2 separate regions of the Anser cygnoides genome follow, and region 2 is linked to region 1. A link is a contact called in public Hi-C data. All regions are on one chromosome and are shown on one strand. The core of a region is the stretch at or near the end of the contact, and the rest is flanking DNA. Distances in the headings are between cores, read along the strand shown.

Region 1 (5,287 bases), core at 1,215-3,714:
AACAGCTCCCCTGCCTCGAGCAGCCGGGTTTGTGCAAGGGCAGGGACTGCGAGGCACCTGGTGCTTCGCAGCTCCCTGTTTGGGTTGTTGTCTGCACTCCAGTTCTCTGATGCTCCTCAACTCTTCCAGGCTGCTGTTGCAGGGAAAAATAAAATCTTATGCACGCTGTTCCTAAAGACTAATGAGGCTTACCGATCAGGTAATGGGATTACTGCCGTGGGCAGAAGGGGGGGGTTCAGGACAAACGCCACATTGCAGGCGCTGGAAATAGAGGTTCTGGTAGCACCGTCCGGTCTGCGGAGTTGTTGGGCTGCTGCTCAGCAAGCGTGCTATGAACTGCTTTGAGTTAAACTTTCAAATGTTTTTTTTTTTTTCTTGGGCTTTTCATAATAGCTGTATGTGCTACAGAAGCTGAATCAGGAACTCTGACGTTTTGCTTCTCTTCCCTTTTTTTTTTAGACTCCAAGATGAACTTGGATGATTTCATCAGTATGAATCCCAAAGTGGGCTGGGGCTCAGTGCTCCCCTTATCGGACTTTGTGCGTCGGTTTGGCAGACTGACTAATTACAGCTACTCCTTGAAAGGACAGTGAAGTAAACAAAGAAGTTCGTTCTGCTGCAGTTGTCAGTCGGTTTGATTTGTTTTGCTGCTCTTACATTGTATTTATGAATGGTTTACATTCCTTTATATGGAATAAACGTTTGGGCAAACAGAATACCCAATGTACCCTGAACTGAATAAAGTCTTTTATTTTTATTACTTAAGAGTGAACTTGTTTTTTTTTTCTAATACGTCAAATCAGAGGTTGACATCCCACCATAAACGGATTGCTTTGCCACCTACTATGCCCGCATTGAGAAGAGCGTTTAAACGCTGTAAGAAAAGCTTTGGGAAAAAATAAACTACTGAACGAGGTAGCTCGTACTGCTAACTGCTGCCGCGTTTTTATAGGGAGCTAAACTGAGAGAAAGAAGTGAAGGTTTTTTTCTTCCCTTTAGCTCCTTGAGCCAGCTTGCCAGGAGGTCAGGCAGCTGCTGTTGGTGGCATAAGGACAGCGGCAGGAACACCCGGCTGGGGGGAAGGGGACGTGCAGGACTGCCCCATGGAAGGACCGAGACTACAGCAAACGTTTGTGACGCGTTTCAGTCTTGGCGAGGAAAAGCACGGTAAAGGTGTTAAGTGTAAATGGCTTGTTTTATCTGGGTGTACAGAAAAATATAAAAATTTAAAAGATAATGTAAGGTAATATGGCCAGGGGTGGGTCCCAGTGGAGCAGCTGGAGCTGGCTCTGATCTGCCATGGGGCAGCTGCTGGGCTCTGCTCACAGAGGCCACCCCCTGCAGCTCCCCCCACTACCAAACCCTTGCCACATAAACCCAGCACCTGGGCGTTGCTCAGCGGAGCCGTTAAGCTGTTGCAGGACATCAGGTTTTCGTCCCTCCAGACATGAGTTTGCCTCTTGGTTAAACTCGTGAGCTACCATCCTGACCTGGTTCCTGGCGGCTGAAATCCGCGGCACGCTCCCTTTAGTGAGGCTCAGATACGAGAATTTGCCAAGTTCAGTCTGATTTCAGGATGAAGGCTGTTAAGGAGAACAGAGACAACCATTATTCGGAATGTACAAGTTAAAAATCAACATGAAGAAACATTCCTTTCTCTCTTTAATCACTCTCTAGCTTCTCCTTTCCCACAGAGAAGTCCTCCCGACTTTCTGTTGTCCACTATTATTACAGTATTTATGTGCTGAGAGTCCCTGTGTGGTGGCTTTTTGGACTTTCTGAACCCTTGAGTTAGGCATTGAAAAAACAGAAGAAAGTTCCTCGCAGTCCTGCTTTCTCCTGGCTTGTGTGTGCTGGTGGTCACTGGAAATTCTCTAGCACGTTCGCTGCTGGAAATGTGTGAGCCCTGACGGCCTTACATCCGCGCTGGGGGCACCCTGTCCCACAGCTAGGTCCTCTCACTTCCCCCAAACTGCGGATGCAGTAAGCTGCGACGGGATAGAAGACCCACGCCTGTCCTGCCTCGTTCTCCTCTGCTGCTTCTTTTTCATTAAGAATATCATTTATTCAATCCAACCTCTTTTATTTGCCTGTTTGGGACCTTAGGGGAAAAAAAGCTCTTTTTTTCTGACATGCGTTTTCTTGGTGCATATCTGCGTTTCTGCAGGTCTGTCTCGTGGAAATAAAATTTTTCGGTTGGCCAGCAGAGAGAGCAGTCAGCACGCAGCAAGCGTGCGGCCAGCTCCCCGCCGGCACGGCCTGCTGGGTGCTGTTACAGCTCAAAACAAATCATCCCGACAGCGGCGCAGAGGTGATGGGTGTCTTGCGGGGCTGGGGCAGTGGGTTATGCGTTGCCCTTGACTGCCTGGGCCCCTAAGGACATCGAGGAACGTGCCAAGGCCTTCAAACTACCAAGCCTTTGGATCAGACCGGCGTTCGTAATTCCTACCGAAATGGGTGCATGGCACCTTAGAACGTCAAACTAATCGATATATGGATTTCGGGGGCTAAATTTAGGCACCCAGGACGCTGCAATCCGACCCGCGCTATTAAGTGAGCGGCTGGGAGGCACCGGGCTGCACTTGTGTGAATCAGATTCCAGGATCAGAGCCCGGATCGGAACATTTTGGCCTGCGGGGCCCTTCCCTGCTCGCCCGCTCGTCATCCAGCCAGGACCTCACGCGTGCTGCGAAGCACGGCGCTGCTGCAACCATGTGCTGTAAAAACGGTCAGCTCTAGGGTCTGCTTTTCTGTTGTTAGAATGAATTGGGCCGAATTTCCCTATTTTACGGTGCAGCATGGTTGTTGTTTTCTCCTTTCTCCCTGCCTTTCCAGCAAACGCGGGCGGTGGATTGAAGGACACAGCAAGGAGCAGGCAGGAGGCGTGAAAACCCCGCCGGGTCCTTGCCGTAGCCCCCAGCACCCGAGAAGCTGGCTCCGCGTTTGGTGGGGTTGCCCTCCTAGGGTGCTTCGGATTTGCAGGCTCGGGGAAGCTCAAGGCGAAACCCGTCTCGACGTCCGCCTGCGGTAATCACCTGCTCAGAAATTTGAGGGAGCGAACGCCGGTGATTTTCTTCTCCCTCCTGGCTTCCCCCGTGCCCAGGCGCTGGCCCAGCTGAGGTCAAGGTTAATGAAGCATACCCGGAGAGTGAGTGTCTGGAGGCATCTGCGCAGCTTTGCTCAGCAGCTGCACGCGCCCTTCCCCGTGGAGCTCAGCGCTCGGCGAAGATCTGAGCAAGGCTTTTTTGTGATCATGGAGTCAGCAGAGAAACACTCGCTGCAAATGCAGCCTCTCAAAGTGCAGCTGCAGCAGTGGTTCTGGAAAATCTCCCCGGTTTGACCTAAGATAAACAAATATGGCAGCTCAAGTGTCCTCAATGTTTCCTTATACTTACAGTAGGAAATACCTTGGATACTGAGGGCAGCTAAAACAAATCTTGCCTAGTTATCTAAGGCCTCTGGCAAGTCCCTGAGTTTCTGGGTGAGCTAAGCCACTTCCCATGCAGGAGGCACACAGAGCTTGGTTTCGCACCGCCGAAAACAAGCATGCAAAGGACCCGAGCTGTGGACCGTCGCTCGCAAGGCCCGAGGGCGGTGGCATTGTTGAGTGTGATGAGCAGGGTGTTTCCAGCGAGCCGGATTCCTGACATTACAGGACTTAAAAGCAGGAAATGCTCATTTGGCTCCGTTCAACGTCATACCTGCCTTCCCATGCAGGGCTATATCTGGAACCCGAACGCTGCAATAAGGCAGGAATCATTATATGTTTTTTTTTTTTTTTTTTTTTTTGAACCGGCCTACACAGTAAGAATATGGTAGTTAGCTCGGCCTTCCCCTCTTCCGAGTGTGTAATTGTGGTGGCACGCTTCCCACCGCCTCGGCGTGGCTGGTCGGATGGCAGAGCACCAGCTTCGCGCTCGGAGCCCTCCAGAGAAACCGCTCTGCCGCGGCTTTTAACTATTTAGCTGTAAAACCTCCCTCCACTGCCATGGCTTCCGACTTGCAGGGGGGAAACAAGGGTTTCCAGCCCGTGTTTATAGCCCCTGTAATCAGTAAGGCTATTTATACTGTACTCATGTACTCATCACAGAGTACTTTGCTGTATGAAATGGTCATGGTTATATTTATACCCGTGCAAAAACAAAGTCATCGCAAACTCGGGTGGCAACGTTCGGCGTGTTTTGCCCATGCTGTGTGCTGCTGTTTCTTCAGCAAATGGAACATCTACCAGCCCGAGTCACGCTCCTAGCACAAAAACCCCAGCCTGCTGTACATCAGGAACCCCACTGGTGTTTTTCTGTGCTTGTTTTTTTTTTTTTTTTTTTGTCTTGTGTGAAATAAACACAACTATTTAGCAAACTAACTTTGACCAGCTGCTACCTCGGTACGAATACGAGGTGATGCCAGCAAAGTCCACAGAGTTATATTAGTAGAGCTGAAAGCAGAGTTTGATCCGTTCTGCCAGAGGTACTAAAAATACCTTTTAATATGCTAAGGTATGTGTCTAGCCAGAAGATGTTTTCAAACGCCTTGTTCCAGGGAGCTGCTACGCAGTAAACGGAGCCCGAGCAGCTCGGTCCTGAGGTGCAGGGGACGAAGGGCTGGGGAAGGCCGAGCAGCCTGGCTCTTGGCCGGGGGCAGCAGCACCGTGTTCCCCTCACGTTGGTCCCAGCAGCAGGGTGGGAAGAAGGGACTTGGAGGGGGTTACAGTGCCCTACCTGCCGTATGTACCAGTGGTGTTTTACTGGGAGGAATGAGATGCTTAATCCCTCATTTAGGGCTTTCCCTGTGGCCTCTGCGCTGCTTGGCATGGCAGCTGGGAGAAATGGGCTGGGACTGCCTTCCTCCACCAGTGTCCTGCTCTGAGAGACTTTGAGGGTCTCCATGTGCTCATGGAGAGGGACTAAAATGAAGGCCCTCAGAACACGTGTGTCTTTTTCTATACAGATTTCCACCTCCTCTGGAAATCAAATGCCGTTTCTGTTTGCTTTAGACAGTCAGGCAGGGTGTACTTACCTCAAGCAGAGTATATTCGTGAAAAAGACAAGTTCGTGATTAATGCAGAAAGATTTCTTCCCCACCACAGGATGAGCCATGGCCTAAAACCTTCAAGAAAAGCTGCTGCTGACAAGAAATTACTGACCTCCATTACTCACACTGCAGAGCCCAGCGTCTAAAAGACATCTTCTATTAATTAGGCGTACATAATGTGTGCGCAGGTGCCCGTGTGCCTCTGTGCGTGTGCCCTTATCGCTCCCATAAGCACTTGGCTCCTCCTGAGAAATGC
Region 2 (5,287 bases), core at 1,095-3,594, 68 kb after region 1:
CAACTCATCTTGCCTGTTGCTGCAACTCACAATAAAGTTTTTTTGAGGGTTTGATTCCCTCATCAAGGTGATGAACCACTGAATACTTTAGATGAAACTGCCTCTGACAAGCAAGACTGACTGTTACCTGGATAAGCCGAACGGGGTTTTGCATAATGTCTTCTCCCCCAAAGAGGTAGACCCTCTGGTCTTTAGCAGCAACAGCAGGGTGAAGGACAGCAACAGGCATGTTTGCCATGCTCTCGCAGGTGTTGTAGATGCTGTCGTATCTTTCCACGGAATTCAGGATTTCTTGGTTTTCACCAATTCCGCCAAATGATAAAATATAATTTTTATATGCCAAGCTTCTGTGGGAGTAACGTGGAACTAACATGGGCTCAACCAACCTCCACTGATTGAGTTTGAGGGAGTAAATGTAAATATTATCACTGACTGGGCTTTTCTTATTGCTAACAGGCATCCCTCCAAGCACATAAATACTGCTGTGTAAGCTCACTGCAGAGGGTTTGTAGAGGCGCACGGGAAGTTTGGCCAGGCTTAGCCATTGGTTGGTCTTGTCATCGTAGAGCAGGACATCCCTTGTGGTCTGCTTGTTGTCCTTCCTGCCACCAACGATGATGAGGAACTCTTGGTTGGAGTACCTGCGAGGAACGTGCACCATGGGCTTGATGTCGGGTGCGTTGGTGCTGTACAAGGAAAACATCTGTCTCCAGGTCGATTCGAGAATGCTCCTGCAAGTGGGTGAAGACTGAACAAGGGAGTCATTGGCGATGAAATGGAAAAGGAAAGTTGGGTGGACGTACTGAAGCCGGACCTTCTTGAACAAGTCTTGGATGTAGCCTTGTCTTGCCTGGAGGTCATGCCGGATCCAGACCATCAGTGTCTCAAAGACCTGCTCCTCCTCCCCGCAGAGGTCATCGTCCCCAAGGTAATCAAGGAGCTCCAAAGGACAGAGGTCCTTCAGGTCCTCAGAAGAGGCCACCTCAGGAAAGCATTTCAAAGCCATAGCCTTGGCTTTCTTATTCAGGCTTTGGCAGTTCAAGATTTTTGACAGTCTGATCATGCTCAGACAGTTGTCAGGAGTCAGCTTGTCTTGGAGGTAGGCAGAGCAGGCCTCAAACAGCTTAGCATACTGCAACATGGACGCCGTCTCCAAGAGGCACAAGACATTCTCGGCGGATATGAGAATCTCCCCTGTGTAAATGTAAAGGATAATCTGGTCCAAAATCTCAGCATCAATGCCCTTCAGGATGACTTTAGCCTGGTGACTCTCTTTGAAGTTGTTACAGAACATTGCCTTGAAGTACGGGCTGCTGGAAGCCAGCACATTTCGGTGGCAGGGGACTTCAAAGCCCCCAGAGCAGAGAGTAACATCAGTCAGCATCCTGCTCTGCCGCAGAGCATTCAGCTGCCTCAGCAGTTCGGAGGAGAAGTCCTGGTCTTTGAAGAGGAACTCCTCAGCAGATCCCTCCTCCATAGCAAAGTAAGAGAGATGAATTCTGGACTTGGCAGAAAAAACAAATTCTTAGCAGCTTTTATTGAAATATCCAGCTTCGAGGGAACAAATCAGGACTTTGATGTTGCTCTAAATATTCGTTTGCTGTTATGCATAAAAATGGAACATGGGTTAGGCACAGTGGGAAAATAATAAAGAGGCTAAAAGGTCACTAAGACCCTTTAAAATTTTTATAAATTTGTCAGATAGGTTGCAACTCTGGGGTCAGCATCGCCTGCGTCCCTGGCAAGAAGCAAAAGCACTGAAGTTATCTTGCTGATTTGGGATGAAAGCTGAACTGCTGAAGCAACTGGGTTGTTCATTTTAATCACATTGAATAAATGTGCTTAGACATTTATTCACTGTTTTAAAGTATTAGCAGTTTAGTAACTTGCGCCTCTTTCGCCTAGAGTTAGTCATTCCCAAAGAATGTAAATCTGGCAGAGCTGAACTCTGCAGCAGGGCAAACTAAACCCTAGAGACTGGGAATCTGCATTAAAACAGTTATTTGTTAACTCTGCTTAGCTGTGGTTTTTTTTTTTTTCATGTTAATCAGACACACAATGACTAAATTAACTGCCAGGCAGAACAATTTGACGAGTATTTCATGACTAACTGCTCAATCTGCAGTGAAATCATACGGTAGAAACATTTACCTTCTGTTGTCCTTCCCTGCATGCACTTACTCTCTGTCGCTTATTCTCTGCTGAGATTTTCCATAGCTAGAGCCTGGATAAAAACTATAAACCCACAGGACGTTTCTTTCAGTAGGTAAGTGATTCATAGAGGGTGATTTCTGGACGTGTTTATTCTGAAGTCACTTTTGCCGCTTTCGGGAGCTTTGTGCAGGAGCGCAAGGCGGTGGGGCATTGTATACATTCCAGGGCTAAGAATAGGCACATATGGGCTTCTCACTGTTATCACATGTGACGCCGCCGTTGCCTTTTGCAATGACCTGGCCGGTACTGAGCATGCCCAAGTGGTGTTTTTCTGGCAAATGTTTACATATAATAAATAGACACGGAGAGGAAAGTTCACTTATAAAAGTCCTGGCTGTCCGTTTGGAAACAGCAACAGGACCCTGTCCTAAAGTGCCTGGGAACTCGAGAAGCCTGTAAACAGTCTGCAATGCCTTGCGCTAGGTGATGCACTGTCACGTATTTTCATGGAGAAAGAAGGGCCTCCAGGGCTCCTGGTGTGGCGGATCGTGTCTCCACCTTATGGACAGGCCTGGGGAGCACCTGCCCGTTGTGGTCTGAGCCGGTGGGTGGGTGGGAGATGTTTGGTGCACAGGGACTCCATACCCAGGGCACCTAGCGTGGGCAGGGAGAAACAGAGATAGAAGTTCTCTCTTGGAGCAATTTATGCCCCTTGATACTTGATACAGAAAATAACAGGTTGTGGCTTTTTCTGTAAGGACTTCAGCTCTCTGAAACCCTTAACAAAGAAACATTGCAGGTGCCTTGATGAAAGTGAGCGTTGTTGGGAAAAGTGGATTAGTTTGTCGAAGTGAGGGCAGCAAGCTAGAAAATCACCTGAGGTGACCAGTCCCCAGGCTCCTCACTGCAGACACCTCGTTTGGGCCTTTAACTGCAGATGTCTGCAAGCGAACAACGTGTCTGAGCTCCCTTTGCAGCTCCTGAGGCCTGGTCAATACAGCCTCGGAGTTATCCAGGTGACCAACAAGCACCACCTGTGTTTGGGTGGGTGAATCGTCCTCCAGGCACCTCTGACTAAACCTCCACTGGCTGTAGGTGCACAGCTGCCTTGGTCATGTGTAGGTGTCTGTTTGACACTACCACGCAGGTATCTGCGATGATGAGCCTAAATCCATTCCCAGGGCTTGGATCAGTTGAGCACTTCATGCCACCAGAGGATCCTCCACATCCCCGACTGGCCCCACAGAAGGGCCAGGATCTCCAGCAGGTCCTGTGTAATGTGTCCCAGCTCTGTGCCGATATTCTGGGCATTTCAGGAAAAATGGCATTGGCTGCCCCGTGGGTGACTGACGCAGGCCCCTTGTCAATGCTGCAGTTCCTGCCTTTGTTTTGGGATGGGACTGGATCCAAAACACCACTCCTAAGCGCCGCAGCTAGAGGGAAATACGAGGTTAAAGCACAACTCTTCTCATGTTCTCAAAGCCAAGGCTCACTGGTGAGTGATGTCTGCGTCTGGTCACCGCGAGGCAGATGAACGAAAATCACTGGGAGCCGCTGTGCCCTCGTGTCAACCCCCGCGTGGCGTTAGCCTCCGCAGCCCGCCATGCGCTCCTGCCTCCGCACTGTGTCCCAGCAGAGACCGTGGGGATGGGGGCAGCCCTGTCCTCTAAAAACAGCAGCTTTGCATGACAGGCCGTGCCATATGTGGCCTTTCCCAGGGACTTCGTCACCCAGCCCAGCAACATGGTAACGTGCCTGAAGGCCAGCTGAGCTCTGAAGGCCCGGCCCCATGTCAGGGACGGGCTGGAGTAGGCCTGGCGTACCTTCCTGGAGGCCGTGGCATCTCCTCTCCCTGCACAGCCTGCGTCCATGCCCGGCCAAGTGAGGCGAGGGAGGCGAAGGGAATGAGCACAGGGCTCGTCTTGATGGGTCACTGTCAGGGTGCACATGGCAACGTGCAGCCGCTTCCCTCTCCTCGACCAGGGCACGGGCTGGAGGACAGCGCTGGGGAGAACGCGCCCTTCCCTCCATCGCTGCCTCACCAGCTGGCCAGGATCTCGCTGTAAATATTTAGAGTGGCATTAAGAACCCGAAGGAGAATTTCTCTCTCCTCATCCAGAGAACATTAGCTACCCAAACAAAACGCCCTCTCGCTTTCTTTCTTGCTCTGTATGTATACGCTCTTGTCGCGGCCCGTTTTGATGATTGATGTAGCTTTATGTCTCTGTCTGGCTTGGACTCTTTGCTGCCTGTTTAGTTCTTTCTCTTGTTGGCAGTGGCTGTGGATTATTTTTTTAACCCTTAAAGAAACAAATGACGCTTTCTCACTTCACTGATGACACTGCTTTATGGGGTCAGGGAAGGGTAGGTGGCATGTTCTGCTTTAGATACTGATAAATTTGGCATTTATTTAGAAGATCCCAGGCTTGAAGGTTTTGTACAGTTATGCAAACTCCTGCTAGCACAGAGTACAGTGTGTGCTGTTTGAAAAGCTTATTGCTCTTGGTGTGTGTATGTGTGTGTGCTGCTCCCTGCTCCATCCCCACACAGGTCCCTGCCAATTTGGGGCCGAGACTCCCAAGCAATGAAGCTCCCACTGCCTGCTCTCTTCTTTCCTTCCCAGAGCTTATGGTTTCAGACACATCTCCAACCAAATGGAGATGCTTAGCTAGGATTTCTTTTGTAAATAAACCAGAAATCATTTTTTTCATGGTACATTTTAGAACAGCATGCCCCGTATGGCCCCTATTGCTGTAGCATACCTTAGAATTTAATGCTTTTTCCCTCATGACCGCTGGTAAGAGAAGGCAGAGCTGTTTCTTCTGTGGAGCAGCGTAACTTGTCTGACAAAGTCTGCTCCTGAGTGAATCCTTGAGGCAGGTTCCCTAGGTTAGCATGCTAGTCATCGAGCCAGCCTCACAAAGGCTTAAGTGGTCTTTTTTTTTAGAATGATGGGATATCGTGCTAACCATGCAGTGGGATATTGCATGGATAATGGTGACTGGTCTGAACACCGTGTGCAGATGGGAAGTGGGTTTGTTGGCAGGTTATGTCACCTAATGACACCATGGGACTTGATGCTGCAGGTCCCCCATACTCCCGAGGAAGGCTGGAGCCATTGGGGTTGTTAAAA

The links. A called contact is a pair of places that touch in the nucleus more often than the background predicts.
Region 2: a Hi-C map of liver shows a contact between it and region 1, with 2.0 times the contacts expected there. The contact joins the promoter of KLHL38 here to the enhancer-like site in region 1. A contact is called at or near these places in 4 of 7 Hi-C or Micro-C datasets (granulosa cells and liver).

What each region holds. Positions count from the first base shown.
Region 1 is chr2:151,427,702-151,432,988 of Taihu_goose_T2T_genome, forward strand. NTAQ1 (N-terminal glutamine amidase 1) reads left to right here. Exons shown (of 5, transcript XM_066990719.1): 5 at 460-760. The coding sequence ends at 593. Among named protein-coding and RNA genes, the nearest start is that of NTAQ1, 12 kb to the left of the region's middle. Within about 2 kb of position 2,465, at least 2 of the 3 cell types and tissues checked have open chromatin away from gene starts, as enhancers often do. A contact at or near this core is called in liver, where this site is marked.
Region 2 is chr2:151,495,705-151,500,991 of Taihu_goose_T2T_genome, forward strand. KLHL38 (kelch like family member 38) reads right to left here and starts at 2,345. Exons shown (of 4, transcript XM_013185054.3): 1 at 2,152-2,345; 2 at 128-1,600. The coding sequence starts at 1,477. It overlaps LOC125180358 (a long non-coding RNA gene), which reads left to right and starts at 1,346. Exons shown (of 3, transcript XR_010828785.1): 1 at 1,346-1,483.